Linked DNA regions of Sus scrofa: region 1 is linked to region 2. A link is a contact called in public promoter capture Hi-C data. All regions are on one chromosome and are shown on one strand. Each heading gives the region's core, a stretch centred on a gene start, on an enhancer-like site or on the middle of the called end of the contact. The rest is flanking DNA. Distances are from core to core; before and after follow the strand shown. Region 1 overlaps MEI1 (meiosis inhibitor protein 1). Region 2 holds the start of TNFRSF13C (tumor necrosis factor receptor superfamily member 13C).

Region 1 (6,419 bases), core at 1,863-4,362, 160 kb before region 2:
GAAAGGAGGAGGAGCCCTGGTCAGAAATGGGAAAGGGACAGTTGGGGATAGGCCAGGTAGGTGTTAAAAAGCTGGAGCAGACTGCTCCTCCTTGTCTCCCTGGGATGCTTCTGGAGTGGTCCACGCAGGGGTTGTGAACTTTGAAGAGCAAGTCCTGTGTCTCTGAACCACAAAATCTCATGTTGGGTTATTTTTTTTCTATGTTGCCTTCATTGCTGCTTTCCTGGAGTCCATGATGGCATCCGGTTAGAACACTGATTCTGGGCTCAGCAGGAGCACAAGGTCTTGTGTCCTCACAGTACACCAGGGCAGGGACAGAGATTAGAGTGTGCTTCCCTAGGGAGAGAGGTTTGAAGAGTGAGGAGTCTTGGTTTAGGGGTCCCATCCTCCATCCATATGTGGAGACTGTTCTTCCATGGGCCATTTTTTTTTTTTCCCCCATGGGCCATTTTGGATGATTAGCATTTAACTTGCTATAGGAACCAGCAAGATTGGGACTAGGGTGAGGCAAGTGAGGCACTTGCCTTGGGTGCAAAATCTGAGGGGGTGCTAACAAACTCAACATTCAAGGTAAGTAATATTTTAATGCAGCATTTTAAAAAAAGTTAGTGCAAAAAATTCATGAACAGAATATCAAAATTTTAAAGATAAGACCAGCCTGTGTCCTTCTACCTCCATTCTAACTTTTTTTTTTTTTTTGGTCAGAGTCTAATACTATTTTTTTTTTTTTTTTTTTTTTTTTTTGCTTTTGGCTGATAATCAACTTATTCTCCCAAAATTCAGGTCCCTGGAAATATATTGCCAATGTTTGTGTTCTTGCTGTTGAAATGTTGACTCATTGATTTGGTCAAACACATACTGAGCACTAGTGTGACATGTCACTCCCTGTTAGGCGTTGGGATTTCCATGGTATGTAAATAGACTGGTTTCTTGCCATTGCACATCTACTTGGGGAAGGCAGATAATAAACAGGTAGATGAACAAGCAAAATAATTATAGATTTGTTAAGTGCTGTAAAGAAAATATAGAGGAGATGAGATGGTATCGGAGGACACCATCTGTAGTTTGAGTGGTCAGTCTTGGGCTCCCTGAAGGATTGACATTAGAGCTGATGCTTGGAGAATTAAAGTGAATCAGTGATTGATTATGTCTCAATGAAGCTGAAAACAAGTAGAGTTAGCTAGTGATATGAAGAGTGGGCAGAAAAGCATTTCAGGCAGGGGGACGAACAAGTAAACCAGAGGAAGGGAAGTGCTTGATGGAGGCCAGTGGGGTGGGAGGGGGAGTGAAGTGGCCCCAGATAAGCTAGAGATTAAGCAGGGAAAGTCATGCACATCCAAATAGGTCATAATGAGTAATTAGGGTTTTGGGGGGATTTTTTTTTTTTTGGTCTTTTTTGTCTTTTTAGGGTTGAACCCGCAGCATATGGATGTTCCCAGGCTAGGGGTTGAATCTGAGCTGGAGTTTCTGGCCTACACTACAGCCACATCAATGCCAGATCCGAGCCACATCTTTGACCTACGCCACAGCTCATGGCAATGCTGGATCCTTTACCCACTGAATAAGGCCAGGGATCGAACCCATGCCCTCATGATTACTAGTTTGGTCCATTACTACTGAGCCATAACGGGAACTCCTGAGTAACAAGGATTTAAAAAAAAAATAGATTTCCACACTTAATTTTGTTTACGATGGAAAAATAGGGTTAGATTGTTTCTTTCTTACTGATAAGGAATATGCATGTTATTTATTTATTTACTTATATGGCTGCACCTCTGGCATATGGATGGAAGTTCCTGGGCCAAGGATTGAATCCAAGTTGTAGCTGTGACCTACACTGCAGCTGCATGCAGCAATGCTGAATTCTTTTAACCCACTGTGCTGGGCTGGGCATCAAACCTGAGCTACTGCATTTGCATTCGAATTCTTAATCCTCTGTGCTACAGCTACAGTGGGGACTCCCAGGACATGCAATTTAAATCAAGAATCATCGTTTTGCTTAATGGGTAAATATTTTTAAAAGGTGCTTTTTTTTTTTTTAAACACATTAACAGCTCTGAAACTGGGAGACATTTTACCATCAATGATGTGTCATCGTTTAATTATAGCTCTTTTTCTTAGTGGTACATAAAATAATGGTTTCCCTTATATCAAAAGACATGTCTGAATACATGTCATTTCCTAAGAGAACAACTTAAAGGTTAATGTCTGGAAACGCCTTTACATACCACGGAACGTCTGCTTATGTGTCTGTTTTAAAGTCTGACATGACTGAGATAGGTTTAAGCTCGTAGTCCTCAGGCACCTCTATCAGACTTGTGTGACTCGGTGCTTTTCCTTTGAAGCTCTAAAACCAGGCACACTCTCCTTTGTCTTGCCATATATGTTCTACTCATTATTTTCCCCTAGAAGTCCAGTTTCTACCTCACTTAAAATCTGTGATTGCGGTTAACTCTTTCCTTGATGTCTGAATGTTATAGGAACGCCTAATAGCTATGGTGTCCACTAAGAGTTTGGGTGTTATTCAGAGTGCAATAGAAATGCATTTAAGTATTTCGAATAGAGGAGTTACTTGATTTAAAATTTTGATGAGGGAAGCATCTCAGTTGTGGGAAGACTCCTATGTTTGGATGTGACCTGAGTCAGTCTTCGCTTTGCCACTTATTAGCTGTGGCCTGGCACAAGTAACCCGACCTCAATGAACTTTAATTCCTTCCTCTGTGTGTTAAGGGTCCCCGAGACAACTCCTAGGCTCAGTGATTCACTAGGAAGACTCACAGAATTCAGTGTATAGTTATAGTCACTGCTATGATTTATTACAGGAAAAGAATACAAAGCAAAAGCAGCAAAGGGAAAAGTAGTATGGGGTGAGGTCTGGGGAAAAGCAGGCACAAGCTTCCAAGAGTTCTCTCCTGGTGGAGTCACACCAGATGCACTTCATTCCTCCAGCCATGAACGGCGACAACACATGTGAAATGCTGCGTAGCAGGGAAGCTCGTTAGAATCTCAGTGCCTAAAGTTTTTATTTGGAGCTGGCAACCATGTAGGCAACCTCTGCCTAACACATGCCCAGATTCCTGATTCCCAGAAAGAAAGCAGATGTTGGGCATAAACTGCACTGTTCATGCACATGGTCTAGTCAGAGTGAGCCAGTCTTTGCAGTCCTGGGAGTGTTGAGAGCCCTCCTGAAATTTAACATCTCAAACCCAGTGAGTGGCCAGCCTTGCAGGCAGGCTTTTCCAAGGGTGATCGTCTCAGGCCTGCAATGTTAACTCTTTTCTGCACATTCTGTGAAGCAAAACACATTGTAGAACCATCCCTTGTTATGTCCCAGGCCAGTTGTAAACATCAAAACCAGATGAGGGCTGCAGAAATATTTTCATGATGAAGATCTGAGCCCTCGTGACGGTTTTAGAGTTCTTTGAGTGCTGTTGTGTTTTTTTGTTCTTTCTCGCCTGCTGCTGTTCATAGCATCTTTCCATAATCCTTAGCTGCTTTCCCTGAGCGCCGTCCTTGTGCCTGGCACCAGTAGTGTGGGAGGGATTCAGAGACGAATCAGGCTTCTGTCCTGAGGGTGCTCAGGCTACCTGCCTCTGGTCCCGTCAGTGGTGTGACTGTGGCACATTTTGCGACCTGTTTCTCCAGCTTCTTCTCTCCAGAGATGAGACTCTGCAGGTGGCCAGTGCCCACTGTATAACCGCAGTGCTGGTCCACTCCCCAGCGAAGCATGCCCCGGCTTTCCTCCATGCTGACATCCCAGGTAGGAGGTCCCTTCTAACTTTCTCCTCTGAGGACCCCAGAATTCTGACTAGATGCCCTGGAGTAGCAGCAGCAGCAGCAGCAGCAGCAGCAGTTCTGGTGGGGTGTTTTGTTTTTTGTCTTTTTGCCTTTTCTAGGGGTGCTCCCCTGGCACATGGAGTTCCCAGGCTAGGGGTCTAGGGGTCTAATCGGAGCCATAGCCACAGGCCTACACCAGAGCCACAGCAACGCAGGATCCAAGCCGTAACTGCAACCTACACCACAGCTCACGGCAATGCCATATCCTTAACCCACTGAGCAAGGCCAGGGATCGATCCCGAAACCTCATGGTTCGTACTCGGATGCATTAACCACTTCGCCATGACAGGAACTTCTGGGGATTCTTTGGTATGCATACTGGAGGGATGCATTGGTGACTCTAGGAAGTGGGCCTCTTAAACTCTAAATCCCCTTGCTACATATTTCTGATATGACCTTGAGGAATTTGTTACTCTATTTGTTATTAAATAGACCATCTAGGAATAAACAACTAGTGTGGGGTGGTGGAAAGACCTGTGGACCAGGGAGGCAAGATAAACTACTCTTTCTCAAATGCTTATTATGAACCAGGACATATGCCCTGAGATGCATTGTAAATGTTGCCATATTTAGGTCCTTGTCTTTGCTATTTTATGAAGAGGGAAATTGAAGATCAGAAAATAGAAATAACTGGTTTTAAAAGACAAGTCATTGGTAGAGAAGGAATACAAAATCAAGGCTCTCTGGCTCTAAAACCTCTTTTCTCTGCATCGTGCAGCTGCCTAGTCTGAAAATTGGAGGGCCTGAGTTCCAGCCTGCCTCTACCACCAACCATACCTCTCTCTGGGTTTCAGTTGCCCCATCTTTTTAAAAGATGGGGTTAAAAAAAAAATGAGGCTAGATCCTTAGCCTGAGGGCATTTCCTAGATTTATCTGTGAATTAAAGATCGTGTCTCATGGAGATGATGTATGAACAAATGAAGTGACAGGTGTGATGCTAGTAAATCCAAGGCCATAGCGTTAGTTAAGGGCTCATCATCACACAGCTGTCACTGATGGTTTCCCCGCTTCTCCTTGGCCAGAGTTCCTCTTTGAGCATCTTTCCTCTTCCAGTGAAGTGCTCGTTTGGTCCAGCTACAACTGCCTGATACTCCTGGCAGAAGAGCCGCTCTTCTTTTCCAAGTGCCACACAGTGTACGGTGGGTAGTGCGGGTTCTGTGCTAGCTCTAGCCCAGGTGGACAGCACCTCGAAGTTAGGCAGCAGCAGTAGTGATTGGGGGGGGAGCTCACCTGCAACTCGGAGGAGTCATTTCCATCAGGCCAAACTCATTACCAGATTCCACATGCAAGCAGTGATATGCAAACAGTTCAGCTCTTCACTGATTGGCAGAAGTATATGTGTTTAGCAAGAGAAGGGTACCCCTGTTAGCCACTTACATTAATTCCTGTTGCACCTTTTCAAATTTTTTTTTTTACCTTTTTAAGGCCGCACACGCAGCATATGGAGGTTCCCAGGCTAAGGGTCAAATTGGAGCTGTAGCCACCGGCCTACACCACAATCACAGCAACACAGGATTCCAGCCGTGTCTGTGACCTGCACCACAGCTCATGGCAATGCCCCATCCTTAACCCACTGAGCGAGGCCAGGGATCGAACCTGCGTCCTCATGGATCCTAGTCAGATTCGTTTCCGCTGCTTCACGATGGGAACTCCACATCTAGATTTTTAGACTGGGCACACTTCAGTCATTCATTTTATATTCATTGTTCTTATTTTATGCCAGACACCAGGCTGAGATCTGGAGATTTAGAGATACATAAACCTGGTCTCTGTCTTCTGGAAGGGGAGAGAGAGATAAACAAGCTGATTAGGGCTCCACTAGAGAAGAGGTTACAAGAGGTGTAGGAGCTCAGGGGAGGCCCATAGTTCTGCCTGACTGGATCAGGGAAGCCTTCCTGGAGGAGTAGAGCTCTGACCCGATTCTTTGAGGAGGAACAGGAGTGTGTCTAGTGGAGAAGGTGCAGCTTAGGCAGTAGGCATTGCCTAAACACTTGGAGTGCCCGGGCCTGTGCTGTGGTTTGTGCTGAGTCTGGGAGGTAGAGATGAATCAGATAAGGGCCTGCCTTCAAAAGATCTCAGAGTCCCATCCCAGCAGCTCAGTTTTGTCAGGACCGCTCCAAGAGGGCTGCCAGCAAATAGAGCCTCTCACCTCTCCTGGGAAGGCAGTGAGGAAACTACCAAGCACTGATCTGCGGCCTCTGCCGTGTCACTTTGAGGTAGGGATTGAGTCGGTGGTGAGGAGCCTACACGGGAGCCTGAGGATGAACAACACCGAGCTGCACAAGCAGGGGCTGCTGCTCTTTGCCGAGATTTTGACCCGGTGAGTGAAGTGGTGGAGCTTCAGGCCTGTAGGGGACAAACAGAGGAAAGAAAGAAGCGAAGCATTTATTCCTTCTGGGGTCAGTGGTAGGAGTTGACACACTCATTCCTTGTTTACGATTTCTCAGGCAGCCGGAGGAGATCAAACTGTTCACAAGCTCAGCCATGTGCAGAGATGCTGGCCGTGCCCTCCAAGAGGCACTGAGCAGTCCTGTGCTGGAGGTGGCTGCTGAGGCAGTGAGGGCCACTTCTGCCTTTCTGAG
Region 2 (6,061 bases), core at 1,478-3,977:
GGATGCGCAGAACAGAACAGGGTCAAGGACCTACAAGTGGAACAAACTGGTACCCAGGGTCCCATCTTCTGACTCGCCGTCCAGTGCCCCTTCCGGGGGTGCTAAACTGTGACAAGTTCCATGGCACTGTCCAGGGTGAAGTCCGGGTCAACTGTTTCTAACTCTGTGTAGGAGGGCCAGCAGGAGAGTCAGTGGCCAGCTGAGTTCACAGTGTGGTCCAGAACTGGAAGAGATGGTCTCAGCTCCACTCTCCAGGGCAAGGGGCACCAGTGTCCGAGGAACAGTTCCACTGGGATGATGGGTGACTGCAGGGAGCTGGCACAGAATGGCCAAGTGACCTGAGCACTTGAGGAGGACAGGCCACAGAAGGGAGCTCAAGGGATATCAGGTCCAGCTGGTTCAAGGCTACAGGCCTGCCCTGGCCTCTGAACAAAAGAGCCTCCTGCAGGTCTTGGGCCCTGCCCTGTGTACAGCTCAGAGTGCTCTGGAGGCGGCTAGGACTCCAGGTGGTCTCTGATGGAGAGGCCTGCCAGGGTACCTTCGGTGTGAATTTGCAGTCCAGCCCCAGAAGCTGTAGACTTCCTCCCAAGTGTGAGCCTGGGGTTCTGGAAGCGGCCACCAGGGTAAAGCTGGCATCGTAAGTTCTAGCAGGTTGGGTCAAACTCAGGGCTGACCCTAGGGTACAGGTGCCAAAGAATCAGGACAATCCAGGCTATTTCTTAGAATTACCTTGTGCGAAATCCCAAAGGGTCAGTTGGTTACTCATTGCTGTCATTGGCATCAGTTTAAAAGCAGAACGACTCTGAGAGCAAGTATTAAATACAACATACAGCCACAAATTAGGCATCCTCCCACTTGATCCTTCTCCTAGATTCATTTTGGCTGATGGTGGCTTCCCCATGCTTAAAGAAAAACGCCTACTCAGGGTGCCCAACCCCTCAAAGGCACATAGCTCAGGCTTTGAGGGCTGCCAAAGATAGTCTGATTTTAAGCCAAATGCGAACACGCCATAGGATCCCATGTAGTCCGAACCCTGTGTCTGCAGCGCCTATAGTTCTGCAGGATGAGCCCGGGAGCAGCTTGACTCTCAGTAAAGAAGCAGGTGGGACCAGGGGAGAGGAGCCGAATTCAACCTCCAAGCCTCTGCCTGAGGGCAGCCTCCTGTCCCCTCCATCGCTACTGCTGCTCAGGGCCGGCCGTCTTGGTGGTCACCAGCTCAGTGGAACCCAGCTCCGTGGCTGGCACAGGGACGCTGTGGGCAGGTGGGGTGGTGGCTGAGTCTTCGCTGGGTGGAAGCCAGATGGGAGCAGTGGCATCCAGGGTTCCAGGAGAGGGGACGATGTCATTATCCAGGGGCCCTGGTTGGGGGGTGGGGGGGTGCAGGGTCAGGATTGGGTCACAGCCTTCCGCCATCCCGTTTCTGGAACCTCCCCGGAGAGAGAGCCCTCCGACTTCTGAGAGAAGTCAGGCGAGGAAGCCCCTAGGCGGCGGTGGGGAGGGGGAGGGTGGCACATGATGGGCCCTCGGGACCGGAAGTGCTGGGAGGGTTTGCGCAGTGGCAGTGCTGACACTGGGAGAGGAGGCGTGGGGGTCAGTTTGGCCTTCCCGGAGCGAGGGCAGGACGACCCCTCCCTCCCCCGGGCCCCCAGCCCGCGTCTTCCTCACTCAGGCGCTCACCAGGCCGGGACCCTGGGCAGGGCCGCTGCTCCCCGCTCAGCCTGAGATCTCAGACGGCGCCCCTCGCCGCCCCCTCCATCTGCCTGGCTTCAGACCCCCTTCCCAGGGCCCCTAGCCCGCCAGGGCCATGTGTCCCCTCCGACGGCCCCCGTCCCCCAGGGCCGGACCTTCCCGGGCTGGACAGTGCCTCTCGGTTCCTCTAGACGGGGAACGTACCGTCCTGGTCTCCGTCCAGGGCTTCCGGGGCCTCCGGGGCAGCCGAGGCGCGGGGCCGTTGCCTGCGGCGCCTCCAGCTCACCAGGCCCAGCAGGACCAGGGCCAGCGCCAGGCCCAGCAGCGCGGGGGCGCCCAGGAGCAGCGCCGGGAGTGGCAGCGCGGCCTCGGCCTCGGCGGCCCCGGGCCCCACCGACTCCTGCGGCTGCAGCGCCGTCCCGGGAGCCAGGCTGCTCGGGCCGCCTGCTGGAGGGGACGGAGAGGGAGGTCAGGGGCAGAGGGGAGGGAAGAGAGGGTAGGGGAAGGTCGGAGGGAGGAGAGGCTGGGACGGGAGGGGAGGGACAGCCGGTGGGGGGGGGGGAGCAGGAGGGGCCACGGCCGCGCGCAGGCTCCAGCCCGCAGCCCGCATGGCTGAGCCACTCAGGCTCCAGCCCACAGCCCCCCGTTAACTGATGCCCCAGCCCGGGTCCTGGGCAGGTGCGGGCCATGCCTGCGGCTCTGGCGGGGCACGAGCCTCGGTGGCAGGACCCTCCTTCCCTCCACCAGGGCTGCCCTGGCGCTCCAACGGCCAGAGCCGGGTAACGCTTACCCGGTCCAGGATCGGGCGTGCGGAGGAGGCTGCAGGCCACGCAGTTGCGCACCAGCAAGTCGAAGCACTGGGTCTGCAGGCACTGCGTGGGGACCGGCCCGTCCCTGCCCCTCAGACTCCTCGCCCTTCGCCTCATGCTGCCAAAGCCCAGGCCTGTCTGCACACCCTGCCGGGACAGAGTCTGGCCTCTGCTGCCCCACGGGGAAGAAACCGGGAGGGGCCGCCACCCACTCCGCCCCGCCCCGCCCTCCTGCCTGCTGGGGTGGGACGGGGTGGGACCACTCTTAGCCAGGGCCTCAGCACCCCAGACCTTCTATCTGTGGTTCCTCCATTCAGCCACTCAACCATCACCCCCAGACAACCACGGGGCGGGCTCCCTGCTGGGCACTGGGACAAGGCTGGGGCTCAGACAAGGGCCCGCCCTTGGGGAGCAGAGGATGGGTCCCTGAAGAGGACACAGACCTCGGGGAGGCCTCTTCTGCCCTGCCCCCCAAGGCCAGCCCATAGGCCCAGGTGCTCCCCACCAGCCATCTCCCCCCAGCTGCCTCCTCTGGGAAGCTCTCCTGCCCTTCTCCCGCAGAGCTGGTCAGTTCATCGAAGACATCCTGAGGGCCCCCACATGGTACCAAGCCCCAGGGGACTCACACTGGTGGTGGTGATGGGGGAGACGACACCTCACAGCATGGCATCAGTGAAGGTGGTACCACAGGGCACGGGAAGGCTTTGTGGAGGAGATGATAAGGTGTTTGCTGGCTGAACTGAGGTCGCAGGGGGCGGGGGGCACCCAGGGTGAGCAAGGGGCCTGGGGGCCAAATACGAAGGCCAGGGAATGCTGGAACCAGAGGGCCGGGCTGGGGCCTTAACTGAGAGAAGCTCGGATTCTGGCCAGAAGGGCACTTGAGAGCCATGCAGGGAGTGACACAGTCAGAACCGCTGGCTGGAGTGGAGGGCACAGACCGGGGGCAGCTCGGTCTCCAGATCCTAAGCAGGAGGGAGGCTCAGATCAACAGATGAGCAGACAGACCCAGGCCCAGTAGGCACTAAGTGGGCAGCCCACCCACCCCACCTCCTCCTCCCAGGGCTGTGTGTGTCCTGGCCTGCTCGCCTGTGTCTCTGTGGGGCCTCTTCTGTGTGTCTCCACTCGCCAGTGTTTGGGGAAGCCCCACCTGTCTCTCACACTGAGTGTCAGGCGGACACTCAAGCCCCCTGGGCCTTCCTGGACTTCCGCTGCCCCCTCCCCCGGGGCAGGGGCTGGCAGAGAGCCTCAGCATGGACCACGGGCTTAGAGCCTCATGGTGGGCCTGGCCAGACCCTGGGGCACTCAGGGCTGGGGGTGTACAGCGGAAGGACTGACAGTCCCTGGGGCACGGAGGGGGCTTAGGGGCTGGAGTAGATCTTCAGCAGCTCAGAGGGGAGGGGAAACTTCTAGGCAGAGGGCAAAAGCAGGAGCTGGGAAAGTGGAAGCCGACTCTGGGGACAGGCCTGGCCCCTGCCTCCAGAGGTGCTGCCGAGGGAGAGAGACTGAGGCTGCAGCTGGGCGGGCCAGGCCGCAAGCCATAAGCCCTGGGCAGTGAGGAGCCCCAGGAGGTACCTGAGTGGGGGAGAGGGTCTGAGCTGTGCCTTTGAAGGGACGTTCCCCCTGCTGTGGGGTTGGAGACAGGGTGAGTGGAGTAGCAAGGAGGCTCCCCCATGACTCAGGGCCAGGGAGCAGCCAGCAGCTGTTTAGGAGGGAGGAGTGATGCTATGGAGTGAGGGGAGCAAGGCCGGCCCCCAGGTTTCTGGCTCCGAGGACACGAGGACTCACACAGAACCTCGAGCCGGCTGGCCTTGAGCCGCCCTGGCCCACTGCCTCTCCGTCCCCTGCCCACGGGCCAGCAACTCCGTAGCAGGAAGGTGTAGGCGGTGGGGCAACTGCAAAGGAGAAGTGGGTCCGGGGCGGTGGGTGTGGGTGTGAGTGGGGGTGTGTGGTGAGGGGGTGGGGGAGCCAGGGGCCTGCCAGGAGCCAAGGCAGGGAAGGGCCTCCTTAGGGCAGAGGGGTGGGGGCAAGGCCTAAAGACTGGGCCCCTGTCCCCCCCCCCATCGCTACTGGTCCTGTTCTCACCCGCGACCCTCAGGGCGGCAGGGCCCTTACCACACATGCGGCATCTCTTCACCCCCAGCCAGATGTTCAGGCCAAGTGGGCTGGGTCTTGGGACCCTGGAGGGGGAGCCTGTCCCCGGGAGAGGGGAGGCCACTCACAGGAGCCACCTCTATACCGGCCACCTGGAGGGAGAACCAGAGAGGCTCCACTTTCACCCTTACCAGTGCCTCCTAAGTGCCTGCAGTGGGCAGTGCCAAGCACAGAGTGGGCAGCAGGATTGGTGTTGATGGTGTGTGGGGCACCTGACTCCAGACAGACCTTCCACTTGCACCTTCTAAATAGGGAAGTGGGGGGATGTTCCCGTCGTGGCTCAGCCGTAACGAACCCAACCAGTATCCATGAGGATGAGGGTTCGATCCCTGGCCTCACTCCATGGGTTAAGGATGCGGCATTGCTGCAGCTGTGGGGGTAGGTCACATACATGGCTCGGATCTGGTGTTGATGTGGCTGTGGTGTAGGTCACAGCTACAGCTCTGATTCGACCCCTGGGGACTCTCCATATGCTGCGGCTGTGGCCCTAAAAAGACTAAATAAATAAATAAGTAAATAATAAATAAATAAATAATAAATAGGGAAGGGGGGAGTGCTCGAGTCTCCACTTCCACAGCTTAGCAGTGAAGAATAGAAATTTCACCCTCAGACCAATGTAGTAAAAGTCAGGTTATTCCTCAAGTTTTTTTTTTTTTTTGTTTTGTTTTTTTTGTCTTTTTAGTGCCACAGCCGCAGCATATGGAGGTTCCCTAGCAGTCGAATCAGAGCACATCAACGCCAGACCCGAGCCGTGTCTGTGACCTACCCCACAGCTCACAGCAACGGCGGATCCTTAACCCACGGAGCGAAGTCAAGGATCGAACCTGCACCCTCATGGATGCTGGTCGGGTTCATTAACCACTGAGCCACGAAGGGCACGCCTCCTCAATGTATTTTTTTTTTTTTTTTAACATAGCTCCTTAAAAAAAGACACAACAAAAACCTTCATTATAGGTGATTTACAATGTTCCGTCCATTTCGGCTGTATGGCAAAGTGACCCAGTCATACATATATACACATACTTTTTTCCATATTATTTTCTATCATGTTCTAACCCAAGTGATTAGCTCTAGCTCCCTGTGCTGTACAGCAGGACCCCATGGCTGATCCATTCTAAAGGTAATAGTTTGCATCTATCACCCCCAAACTCCCCGTCCATCCCCCTCCTCCCTCTCCCTCTTGGCAACCACAAGTGTGTTTTCCATTAACATAGCTCTTAGGTCAAGGTTATTAACTTTTTGGGGGGTGGGGAGCTGTGCCTGTGGCATGTAGAAGTTCCCGGGGCCAGGGATCAAACCTGCACCACGGCAGCGACCTGAGTCACTGCAGTGAAAACGCTGGATCCTTAAGCCACGTCACCACAGGGAATTCCCAAGTTTATTAATTTTCTAAACTTAAATCTTCTACATCA

The links. Promoter capture Hi-C pulls out the DNA fragments that hold promoters and counts their contacts.
Region 1: a contact with region 2 is called in a promoter capture Hi-C map of fetal skeletal muscle, with 5 times the contacts expected there. The contact joins the enhancer-like site here to the promoter of TNFRSF13C in region 2. A contact is called at or near these places in 2 of 5 promoter capture datasets (fetal skeletal muscle and skeletal muscle), 5 of 47 Hi-C or Micro-C datasets (brain, embryonic fibroblasts, omental adipose tissue and 2 more) and 1 of 2 datasets of contacts at active chromatin or transcription factors (skeletal muscle).

What each region holds. Positions count from the first base shown.
Region 1 is chr5:6,853,159-6,859,577 of Sscrofa11.1, reverse strand. MEI1 (meiosis inhibitor protein 1) reads left to right here. Exons shown (of 36, transcript XM_021091442.1): 8 at 3,646-3,760; 9 at 4,860-4,976; 10 at 6,058-6,157; 11 at 6,285-6,419. Among named protein-coding and RNA genes, the nearest start is that of MEI1, 14 kb to the left of the region's middle. Within about 2 kb of position 3,112, at least 1 of the 83 cell types and tissues checked has an H3K27ac peak or open chromatin away from gene starts, as enhancers often do. A contact at or near this core is called in fetal skeletal muscle, where this site is marked.
Region 2 is chr5:6,696,478-6,702,538 of Sscrofa11.1, reverse strand. It overlaps TNFRSF13C (tumor necrosis factor receptor superfamily member 13C), which reads right to left and starts at 2,727. Exons shown (of 3, transcript XM_021091440.1): 1 at 2,480-2,727; 2 at 1,894-2,133; 3 at 1-1,358. The coding sequence starts at 2,615. The coding sequence ends at 1,177.